Linked DNA regions of Ovis aries: region 1 is linked to region 2. The links are chromatin contacts, called in public Hi-C maps. All regions are on one chromosome and are shown on one strand. The core of a region is the stretch at or near the end of the contact, and the rest is flanking DNA. Distances in the headings are between cores, read along the strand shown.

The links. Hi-C and Micro-C count contacts between places; a contact is called where the count stands out from the background.
Region 1: a Hi-C map of muscle shows a contact between it and region 2, with 2.2 times the contacts expected there. The contact joins two enhancer-like sites. A contact is called at or near these places in 2 of 16 Hi-C or Micro-C datasets (muscle and tail adipose tissue).

Annotation. Positions count from the first base shown.
Region 1 is chr6:30,861,565-30,867,848 of ARS-UI_Ramb_v3.0, reverse strand. No RefSeq gene overlaps it. Among named protein-coding and RNA genes, the nearest start is that of PDLIM5, 47 kb to the right of the region's middle. Within about 2 kb of position 1,663, at least 3 of the 54 cell types and tissues checked have an H3K27ac peak or open chromatin away from gene starts, as enhancers often do. A contact at or near this core is called in muscle, where this site is marked.
Region 2 is chr6:30,713,929-30,719,961 of ARS-UI_Ramb_v3.0, reverse strand. All of the region lies in intron 3 of PDLIM5 (PDZ and LIM domain 5), which reads left to right. Among named protein-coding and RNA genes, the nearest start is that of PDLIM5, 100 kb to the left of the region's middle. Within about 2 kb of position 4,086, at least 25 of the 54 cell types and tissues checked have an H3K27ac peak or open chromatin away from gene starts, as enhancers often do. A contact at or near this core is called in muscle, where this site is marked.

The DNA of each region.
Region 1 (6,284 bases), core at 414-2,913, 150 kb before region 2:
TTTGATTGAATAAGAGGAAACTGGAAACTTCTTAGCAAAGTGTCTAGGTACTTGAGGTGAGAGAGAGCGAGAACCACTAACCACTAGAGGGCGGTAGCCACCTCGCTTGCCATAACTAGCTTCTCTAGAGCCTCTTAAAGCTGTGTGTGGTGTGTGTGCCCAGTGCCTCAGTTATGTTTGACTCTCTACAACCCTATGGACTATAGCCTAGGCTCCTCTGTCTATGGAATTTTTTAGGCAAGAATACTGGGGTGGGTTGCCATTTCCTTCTCCAGGTGATCTTCCTGACCCAGAGATTGAACCTGCGTCTCCTACGTCTCCTGCTTTGGCAGCCGGATGCTTTACCATTGTGCCACCTAGAAAACCCCAACTCTTATACCTATAGCAGTTTAATATTGCTTCTAGCTAGTATTTTAAAATTTTTTACCTCTTACAGCAAATAGGTGTTATCTAGTTTCACTAACTTTAAAGTATCAGTGATTTAGAGGTATATAATACCTGGAATCTGTTGTTTTTGTTATTATTTGGTCCAATAACTTACAAATAAGGTGGCATCTTGGATTTGGGAGAGAAATCACTTCTTACACTAAGCTTTATTCTTACAAGTAAAATCTAGTCTGTGGCGTGTAGAATGCTGGTTAAGGTTGCTTATTCTTAAGATATGCTTTGCTCTTTCTTTTATCTTACAGGCAGCTGCAGCAAGAAACCTCCTTTGCCAAAAATATCTCTCCACCAGCCTGTCTACCTGAAATCCATTAAGACTGGATCCTAACCTTTCACAGTGAAGGTCCTTTACAAGCAAAATTTCATTGACCCCTATGTGAGACTTCTTAAACTCTTAAGATCAGTAGACTAAACAAATATATACATATGTTGTTGTTGGTGTTTGGTTGCCAAGTCATGTCCATTGCTGTTGTGACCTCATGGATGGTAGCCCACCGGGCTCCTCTGTGCAAGGCATTTCCCAGGCATGAATACTGGAGTGGGCTGCCACTTCCTTCTCCAGGGGATCTTCCTGACCCAAGCATCAAACCATGTCTCCTGCATTGGCAGGTAGTTGTTAATACCTTTTGACAAATTAAGATTATATTAGCCACAATAGTGGCTAATAGCACATTTAACAGTTAGCAGTACAAATACATAAAACATATTATTTAATCAGCCAATGGCTAAGACTCTTTGCCTAAACAAGTTCATGAACCTCTCGAAGGAAATTCACAGTGTATCCCTTACCTACAGCATAAAGTCTGTAGGTCTGAAAGAAAAGAATCATTGAATTTATGTGTTATCCTGCCAAACCTCCACTTTTAAGCTGGAATATCATATTTTCTGGTTAGAATTTTTTTAACCTTATCAACTCTTGGAAATGGACAATGTGTATCTTCCTCGATACAATTAAGAAATTCCACAATTCCTGGCATTCATCAGTTAAGACACCTGACATAAGTGTGTCTGTAACTCCCTACATGTGTTCTCCCTGTGAAGATTTGTTAGGATTAAAGTTTTTAAAATATCAATGGCATTTTGATCTCTCAAAGACGTCAGTTCCAAATACAGTTTGTTTGTATGACCCAAGCAACTTTTTTTGGTGTCCTACTGAGTACATAGCCTGCATTCTGAGCTCAACTGTCTTGTGAGTTTTGACATCATAGATGAGGTATCTCCTGGCAGTGTGAAAAGAGTATCTGGCACCACGTGGCTAGCCCTGCAGACTGCCAAAGTTCTCCAGCTCATGTTAGCTGACAGTGAAACTCCACCAGTCATTTCTGGCAAAAGTCAAATTACATCTTTTATAAAAGTAGCTCACTGAACACTGCTCCTGTTTCTCATTGAAATCTCTTACTCAAAGAACATTTTAATCAAATCAATTATGTAACCACACATTTATATTTGTTTAATTATCATCAGGGAAAGGAACCAAGTATAATAAAGATCATATATGGTACTCAGTTAAAGAAAACAAACTTACTCAAACAATAGCAGTCAATTCCTACTACAATGATGAAGCCATCATATAATATATGTGAAGTCGCCCAGTCATGTCTGACTCTTTGCAAACCCCATGGACTGTAGCCTATCAGGCTCCTCTGTCCATGGGATTTTCCAGGCAAGAGTGCTGGAGTGGATTGCCATTTCCTTCTCCAGGGGATCTTCCTGACCCAGTAATCAAATTCGGGTCTCCCGCATTGCAGGCAGACGCTTTACCATCTGAGCCACCACGGAATATAATATGGGAGAGCTTAATTATACTTTTCTATGCCTCAAGGTTATTTTACTGTAAAACAGAAGTGATTATCCTTACTCTTGTCAAATATTCTTACTGTTGTCAAATATAGAGGAAGGGGTCTATGTGTTAAAACCTAAGAGAGAAAGAAGCTTGTTCAAAACTATGACAGTGTTTTCCTCCATTTTCAAAAGTCCTCTTTGGAGACAGTAACCACAATCTTTCACATGTGGTAGTGTACTTAGTCAGACAATTCTGGGGTGCACATGCATTTGTGGGCCCTTGGCAATAGATAAGACATTCTGGAATTTGAGGCCGATAGGTTGGGAAATACTGATCCCAGATGACCTTCATTTCTGAGATTCAAAGAGATTAACCAATTTGTACAAAATGACACAATTAACTAAAGCTAGAGCTCTAGAGCTAAAATACAAATCTTTCTATCTTTGTCTCATGCAATTTCCACCATCCTGGAGCTACAGGGGAAAGTAAAGTTATGAAAGAAGATTCCGATGGTAATTCAGAGATCTGTATTTTCAAGCAAATCTACCAGCCAAGTGCCAAGAGCACTACTATAGTTTATATCTGGAAACTCAGAAGGGTGCTCAGGAAACTTATAAATAGAATGGTTACAAATGGTTTGATGTCGGCCTTAAGACATAAATAATATTTAGCAGGTGTCAAACCAAAGCCTTGTTCCATTTGATATTTTCATCAGTGACCTAGATAAGACATTGGCAATCCAGACAGCCAAAATCTCTCAAAAGAATTTTACATGTTAGGAAACCTTCTAGTGTCTCCTGCCCACAAATTGTTACTTCTCTTCTCCCATAATCAATTCCCATTTCACTCCCATGGCTCAATTGATCTCACCTAGGGGTTAGATTATTTAATTAATTACTACCAAACTGTGAACAACTACTATAACAGCTCTTCTAAATGTCTTGCTGCTGCTGCTAAGTCGCTTCAGTCGTGTCCAACTCTGTGAGACTCCATAGACGGCAGCCCAACAGGCTCCCCTGTCCCTGGGATTCTCCAGGCAAGAACACTGGAGTGGGCTGCCATTTCCAGTATTCTAATAGTAGTAGTGGGTAGAGATAAACACCTCTGTGCTGTGTACTGGCTAGAACATTTCTTCTTGCCAAATATAACCATAATTCCTCTAAACTTAACATTTTTGAGAAAATTCTTGAAAAATTCCAAATCAGAACACTTTCTCTTGTTGAGCCTGAACTAGACCTCTAAACCCTTCTTAATGTGATTCTCCATAGCAAGTGATCAATGGCCATGATAAACACAGGCAAGGAAACTTAGTTGCCATTTCTGAGCTATATAATGTGAGTATATTCCTGGTAGAGAATGGTATTTTATACTTGTCTAAAACCCCCACCCCTATAGCTCATTGTATTTTTTATTTTATTTTACTTTACAATACTGTATTGGTTTTGCCATACATTGACATGAATCTGCCATGGGTATACATGAGTTCCCAATCCTGAACCCCCCTCCCCTTATAGTTCATTTTAAAAATAAATTCTTTTGTTTGTTTGTTTGTTTTGTTTATGCTCTCCAGTTCTTGTTACTTACAGTGCTGAAGATTAAAGAAAAATAACATGGCAGCAGCTTTGATTTATATTAAAGAGAAAGCAGATCCTTCTTCAGGGCCACTGAGATCTAAAAATTATTCCTGGAAGTAACCAAAATGCTTGCAATGGTGTGAAATCATGTAAAGTGAAGTTTTAGCCATATATAGTGCATTCCTAATGAATACGCTATTACTACTATTTTTTTAGATGACACCAATTTGAGGGGAAATAATCCACAAACAAGTGTTTACAAATGAGGCTACTTAGGAGCAACCACAAGTATCTGACAGGTCATGAAAGTAAACTATCTCATACAGAGTTTGCTGTTAAAAATATTTCAGTGATGTATTTTTATAGGCAGGCGAGGGAAAATGTCCATAAATAGCACTAGGAAGTTCAGCCAAGAACTTAAGTTGCCAACGAAAGTATTAAATTGACCATCATTAGAAATATTTCAAATTTGGTTAATACTTAAAAGGCAAACGTAGTAAGAAACTGAATTATTGTAGTTTTTAAGTTTGCGGCATGACCTGGTCTGTTATGTTGTATTTTTCTAATTTTTCCATTTTCCCCCCATTTTCACATCGTATGATTTTCTTCATCCCAAATTCTATTTTCATTCAGTTCTGAATTAGTTGCTTTATTTCTTTTCTATTCCAAAGTATAGATTTTTTTTAAACCTTATGCCACCAACTTTCCCTTCTGCATTTCAAATCTTCACTGGCAGTCAATTTCTTTTTAAGGAAAAACTTTTAAAGGGGTGTGGTGGTTTAGGAGGCAGAACTTCACCTTTCTGACACTGGAAATCCATATCAATAAGATGCCCTTCATCCTGACTCCCCTGAGTGTCAAAACTGTTGGCATTTGACCATGAACTATGACTTGGCTGCTATGATCTCTAATTCTAACTCAGGTTTGTGAAGTTTCACAATTTTTTCCCTTGAGAACAGCCAATGCTGAGCTGGCACAATACAAGCAAGCACAGATCTTTGACGAGCACGCTACTTAAGTCCATATAAGGAATACGGTCCTTGGTTACGGGGAGCTCCTCCTAATTCAGTAGCAACCATGGGAGCGAGGGAGAGGCTTTGGAACCTCTCTCTGAGAGCCTTCTCTCACGTCAGTTTGAGAAAAAGCTAGAAGGAAACATCTCAGACATTTCTGACAACATTTCTGAAAGATAGTCTGATTCATGGTGACTTCTAAACTTACTAAAAATGGGAAACATTTATATACAGAAAAGAACCATTTAATTGAAGTTACCTGCCTGGCTATAAATTTACAAATTAGAAAGTTTCTTCAATCAAAATCATAGGTGTTTCAGCTCCCTCCTGTGATGAATTTAGAAGAATCACTTTTTTAACCCTTCATTAATTCCTGGGCTTGCGAATGAAACAACAGACAAAAGAACGGAGTGGAAGCTCAGAATCAGGATCAGGGCTTCACCTGAACCAGCTTCCTAGGCTTTTTGATTTTTAAAAGCCACTTCATATGGATTTTCTTTAGACACAGACAGTATTTCCCCATGTCTAAAACTGTACATTCTTGTCCTCACTAACGTAATCTTTAACATATTAAACTTGCAGCTTCTCGCTTACATTTCTCCGGGAGGAGGTGTGCCTCCACCCTCACATTTCTTTCCTAGTTACTTAGCTAACAATTTTAGGGAATACGTTAAATTTTAATGTAAAAACACCCTTCTCCAAATTCTTCCTACAAATAACTGGTGTCGTCTCTTCTGATGCTCTACCACTGAAAGCTACAATAGAGGTTAAGTGTTGACCAAAGGCCCCTTTTCCTGTTTTCCTCACAGTTATCGATGTTTCTAATTCTTCCTGGGAATTTCAGTGTAAACAACAAAGAGTTTGCAGGGATTTTCATAACATGTTCCTTGAAACCTTGGAGTCGCATAAACATCTCTAGGCTTATGTAGAGGGATGCAGAATGATCACAGCTGGATTTAATTTATTTTCCTTTTTTTTTTTTTCCTGTAGCCTAACTTAACAGGATTGAGGTTTAGGGACATGGAAAATGAGCCTTATGATTTGGCAACACTGCTCAAATGACTGAAACTCGGTTGAAGAAGACCATTTCACGACTCACTGCCAGTTGTTTTGGGACACAGTTGCTATCTTAGAGTGAGTTATGTGAATCTTTAAAACACAGTAAGGACAAGTAACTGGTTTGCTTTTGGCAAAGCTTAATCATTTATTACAGATGACAGAAGTGAAACTAGTGAGGCTCCTCAGTGTTGCTTCTGTTCTTTATGTTTGCCTTTGGCAAGTATATCAAAGGTTAATTTTAACTAATCCTTTGGAATTTTAATTGCCCTTAAAGGTACTACCAGTTGATTAGAAAATGGTACTGTCGGTTGTGAATGCAGCTTGTTTCACACACAAAACATGCCTGGCAAACAATACTGGGAACTGAGCCAAGAAATGTCACTTCTCTCACTTTATGCTTCCATAATAAGT
Region 2 (6,033 bases), core at 2,837-5,336:
TCAGGACTGATTTTCTTTAGGATGGACTGGTTGAATCTCCTTGCTGTTCAAGGGACTCTCAAGAGTTGTCTCCGACACCACAGGTCAAAACCATCAATTCTTTGGCACTCAGCTTTCCTTATAGTCCAACTCTCACATCCATATATGACTACTGGAAAAACCATAGTTTTGACTAGATGGAACTTTGTTGGGAAAGTAATGTCTCTGCTTTTTAATATGCTGTCTAGGTCGGTCATAGCTTTTCTTCCAAGGAGCAAATGTCTTTTAATTTAGGCTTTAGTGTCTTTTAAAATAGTCTGCCACTGTTTCCTACCTATTTGCCATGAAGTGATGGGACCAGATGCCATGATCTTAGGTTTCTGAATGTTGAGCTTTAAGCCAACTTTCTCACTGTCCTCTTTCACTTTCATCAAGAGCCTCTTTAGTTCTTCTTCACTTTCTGCCATAAGTATGGTGTCACCTGCATATCTGAGGTTATTGATATTTCTTCTGGAAATCTTGATTCCAAATTGTGCTTTATACAGCCTGGCATTTCGCATGATATAAGAAGGCATTTTTGCCTTCTTAAAGTGTTGAATAATGTGTGGAGAGTTGACTAATTATGTAGATTGCCTGAGATAGGAGGTCTGACTGATTTATCTTATCACCATCTACTGCCTTAGAGTGATTAAAAGTTGCTTCCAGGCTTCCTCAGCTTGGTTGGTGGGCCTTCTCTGTGGTTCATTGGTACTTTTTGTAGGTTGACTGTACTTCTGCAAACATGGTAGGGATTTTTTTCTACCAGAGTCACTAAGGGGTACTGTTGGGATACAGATCAGTGTTTGTTGGGATATTAATCAGTGTTTGGACACCCCTTCTTGTTCCTGAGAGTAACAATGCTATTAAATAATCTTTCAGTTCACTTTTTGTTTTTACTGAAAAGCCCGTTCCCATCCTTATTGTCACATCTCTCATCATTACCCCACTTGATGTATTTGACATCTGGTTTCTTAGTGTGCCAGTTTTTTAAGACATCTGATCTTTATCAGATTCTAGTCTTACCCTGGTCTTTTTGCTGTCTGCTGCACCCTTTGTTCTTCATATTTTTTTCCTTTGTATACAAGAGTACATTTTTTTTTTTTTTTAAGTTGAAGAAATGGAAGTTTGAGTAACTTGCGCAAGGTTACACATCAGTGGCTGATTGAGGGTTTGACCCTAAGGTTACTTAGTCCAGGAGAGCCCAGACTTATGGCTTCACTAAATTGCGATCCCGCATTCATTCCAACCCTGAGCTTTTTCTTTTGAAATCCGTTTATCATGACTTTTTAATAAAGAAGGCCTTGCAACTAGAAAAGAAAACCTTAATAATTTCATTTATCACCAGGAAAATAGAAATAAGATGGACTGATACTTTCACTCTGCCTTACCCCTTTTGAAGGCTGAAATATGAAATCTGAGGGATGATGCCTATGTTTTAGTAGATTCAGTAGAAACAGTTCATACACCCCCAGTTCTCAACTTGGGAAGAGATAAGGAATGGGGCTGTTTTTGTGACAGCCTTATAAGGGAAGATAACAGAGGAAATAAAGGGGTGAACCAAAAGACATCAGATATGAAGTGCCTGTTTACTCCCTGTGAGTCACTCACATTATTCTAGTTAAAAACATGTTAGGAATTCATCTAATCTTCTTCAGGGCACACCCACTTCCCTCTAAGCCCAGTATAGTTCACAGATAAATTGGTCTTTCTCAGCTCACCGCTTTTTGCTATGCAGTTACCTTGCCAGCGGAGATTTGATGTCCTGCAGCTGGCCAAACTTCCTATTCTCAGTTTCTTCCTTATATAAATTAGTACCTGACTAACAAATACTTTATCTAATCCTAAATGTTCCATTGCTTTGGCAGGATTCCTGTAAGCTGAAAAAGCCAACTAAGGTACTAAGTACATAGTGATGGCCACTTTGTCCTTTAAGTCATGTTTTGCTTTATTTGACTACTCATTATTTCCTACGTCCTTGGTTTCCACAAGTGATTATTTGCAGAAAGCATCCATTTTATGTATATCTGCTCTCTGTCCTAAAGTTTGGGATACTATATGCAGAGTTAATTTTCCGTCATTTGCATGCTTATCCTCTATTTGGGCCAATATAATGCCTGAAGTTTCATACTAGGAGATTCTATACAGAGTATATTAAAGAAGGGGAAGAAAAGTGAAAGTGTTAGTCAGTTTTGTCCGACTCTTTGCGACCACATGGACTGTAGCCCACCAGGCTCCTCTGTCCACGGAATTCTCCAGGTAAGAATACTGGAATGGCTAGCCTTTCACTTCAAGGGATCTTCCTAACCTAGGAATCAAACCCAGGTTTTCTGCATTGCAGGTGGATTATTTACCATCTGAGCCAGTAAGGAAGCCCACAGAGTGTATAGTTAGTTGCTAAATGACTTCTGTATTCCTTAATTTCTTTTCTTCTTTTCTTCCCCTCTCTCTCTCCTTAATTTCTATCTTACTTTATGCATTCTTTTCTCTTGTTAGATTACATGTTTCTATGCATTCCCGGAAAAGGACCTTGATGGACATGACCTCTGACAGTTGGAACTTATAATTTAACATATTTACATTTGTTTAGTTTTGAATTTTTCTTTTACAAGGAGAGAATGCATAATAATTATTCTCTATATTGAAAAATGTACTAGAAATCAGGATCCATAATTGGAGACTGTACTAGAAATAAGGATTCACGCTGTTTGCTTCTATTGTCAACTTGGCAGATCTAGAAATCTTTTGTGCCTTATTGATTAAACCATAAGAATGTTTGGAGTTACTTGAGATTTGGCATCTCAATAGTTCAAAATATTTAAGTCATTATTCTTGAAAGTAGCTACTGCCTCTAGAAAAAATGTTTAAAGCTGTATATATGAAAATTTGGAGCTGGGAATGTTCAGTTAAAATGTCTTGGCTATAACAAATTACTACTATCTGAATCTCTTGGATAAATGAGTTATTCTCTCTAGCTGAGTGTCAGAGCTGAAGTTTATCTGAATAGCATTTACTTGATTTCTGTATTAGAAAATGCATGATTTGGCTTTTCTAGGAGATCAGAATGTTTTTATAAACAGCATTTATTGTAAGGGGCCAAAGATGTCACTGTAAGTAGTGACATGCCATAATAAAAAAGTTACTATTAAAAAAAAAAAATTAGCAGAGGAGAAAGTGTTTCCCTGATAGCTCAGTTGGTAAAGAATCTGCCTGCAATGCAGGAGACCCCAGTTCCATTCCTGGGTCGGGAAGATCTGCTGGAGAAGGGATAGGCTACCCGCTTCAGTATTCTTGGTCTTCCCTTGTGGCTCAGCTGATAAAGAATCTGCCTGCAATGTGAGAGACCTGGGTTCGATCCCTGGATTGGGAAGATCCCCTGGAGAAGACAAAGGTCACCCACTCCCGTATTCTGGCCTGGAGAGTTCCATGGACTGTAGTCCATGGGGTCGCAAAGAATCAGGCAGGACTGAGTGACTTTCACTCACTCACTTACTCTCACTCAGCAGAGTAGAAAGCAGGCACTTTCTTGTCCTCCTGCCCTTCTAATGTCATGGAGTATGACAAGAGGAAGAATTCTAGCTGACCTTTATTTATTCCAGTGCTTACAAGTTTTCCTCAGGCTTCATGAAGATGTTGCATCATCTTCTGTCTTTGACATATGACCATATCACAAAGATCTTGAGCGTTTTTTCGCTTTCATCTTTATAAACAGAAGTTTATATGAAGTTCGAACTGAATTCTCTAGTTTGAACTGAATTCTGAGTAGTAGGCTCATTAACCGTTTGTAATACTCTGAGAGTTTTGTATTTTATCTGTATGACAGATCAGTTCTTGAATGAACTTTTCTAATAACATTCATCTTGCTACTGGGTGCATAGGAAGTGGTGAAAATCAGAACAAGAGCCAGGTATGAGAACACCTGTCACATAATTTATAGTATCTAAATCATTGTTCTAGTGATTTATGTATGTTAACTCATATAACACTCACAGCAGGTTTCCTGTGAAGTGCATGGTAGTCTTATTCAGTACTTTATGTATGAGCCAAGTAAAGCACAGAAGGATTAGGTAACTTGCCTTGAAACCATCCTTTTAGTAAATGACAGTGCCATGCTGGGTCTCCTCCTGTCATAGCCTACCCTTAGTTTAACAGCTACATCTTCAGTGTGACATTTTGGTGCTCTTAGGGACTGCTGAAATCTAAATGACCGTCAGCTTAGCTCCCTCCTGTCACCTATCCCTACTCACCCCGTCCTTCACACACACACATCTCTCACACCCTGCAAAAATACCCTATGGCCAAAGTGTTAACTGTGCTACTAAATTTAGATTGTACTTTGACTCACTGTTCTATTTTCTGATTCTTTTCTCTGAAGTCAGCATTGTATAAAAGCTGCAAACCCGTAAGCACACCCTCTCTTTTGGCACAACGAATGAAGCAATTACTTTCCCCAGCCATATTTACTTGCTCTGTTGGTCAGAAGTGGCCTCTTTATTACTGAAGAAGGGATGTTTTGCCAGCTTCTTTCCTCATTTATTCTTAACCACTTATTAGGCATCCCTGGGCCAAGTTCTTTACAACTCTTAGGAGAATGGAGATTGGTGAATTGTAGCATGATCAGAGGCTTGGAGTCTAGAATACCATGATTCTAAAATTCTTCAGTAAATCTTCAGGAAAATGATAATGATACTGGTGCTAGTGGTAAAGAACCCAGCTACCGATGCAGGAGACATAAGAGACACGGGTTCAGTCCCTGGGGTGGGAAGATCCCCTGGAGGAGGGCATAGCAATGCATGCCAGTATTCTTGCCTGGAGAACCCCTATGGACAGAGATGCCCAGTGGGCTACAGTTTATAGGGTCACAAAGAGTTGGACACAACTAAAGTGACTTAGCGCACACACACCAGTACCTCATGTCTTTAAAATGGTTTGCAGAATATAAACCTTCTATTTATATGCTTCCTTGCTGAAGTCAGTGATACAGTATCTGGCATATACACAAATATGCTCATATTAATTGTATAATAATATAGTATTATAAAATTATATAAGGATTGAATAGAATTGTCATCTGAACACATTTTCTTCATTTGGTTATTTACAAGATTTGATTTAAGACATCTCTAATCTTAAATATAATTTTTGTCCTAATCTGTGATTACATATGAATTTTATTTCTATATGAAACATATTTTATTCTCACCTTTTGGATTCAAAACTACAACATTTCAGAAAGATTTATGTATTATCTATTTAGTAGAAACCTTTCAATTACTTTCTAGTATATAAAGACTAAATGAATCACAGAAGATAAGGAATTTGAAAGACTTGTTAGCAATCCTTTAAATGTGCTATTGTCCTTGTAAACTCATTTTAAGCTCTGTTTGTTGTCACACACGGAAGGAGGAAGGGAACAATGTGGCTTTGGCTGGAGCTTATCACTGCTCAGAATAACTTTGGTATATTATCTTTAGTGGCATTTTAGCTTCGTTGGCCCACTTCAAAATATCCATCAGAGACACTGAAGATTGACTTAAACTTTGAAGACTTGTGGCTCCACACAAATCTAATTTTGGAACCCTCAAAGTTTGGAATTTGGAAACTCGAATTTTGAAATTCTGCCATATCTGACAACAGTTCTTTCTATTTGAGGGGCAAAGGGGAATAGTTCTGATATTTGTAATTAATGACTTTAAAAATTACCTCTCTTATTAAAAATTACCCACCAAAAATATTTTGGCATTTTATTTGTACAAGAATTACTAGAAAGAAGTCCATGAAAATAGTGTGTAACCTTTCTTGAAAATACATTCTACCTGAACTATGAAATCAAGATCCTTATCAGAATAAAATTAAATATAGAAAGGACTAAGAGAAGAAATGCCAACAAAAGCAGAAAGAATAGAAACTCAAACTTTAAACATGCCTGTTTAAAAATTCAAATGAAAGAGCAAACAGTTGAGATACTTGAGTTAAGAAAATTTTAAAGAACGAAGGGAGAGGTTGCCCTACAGTAAA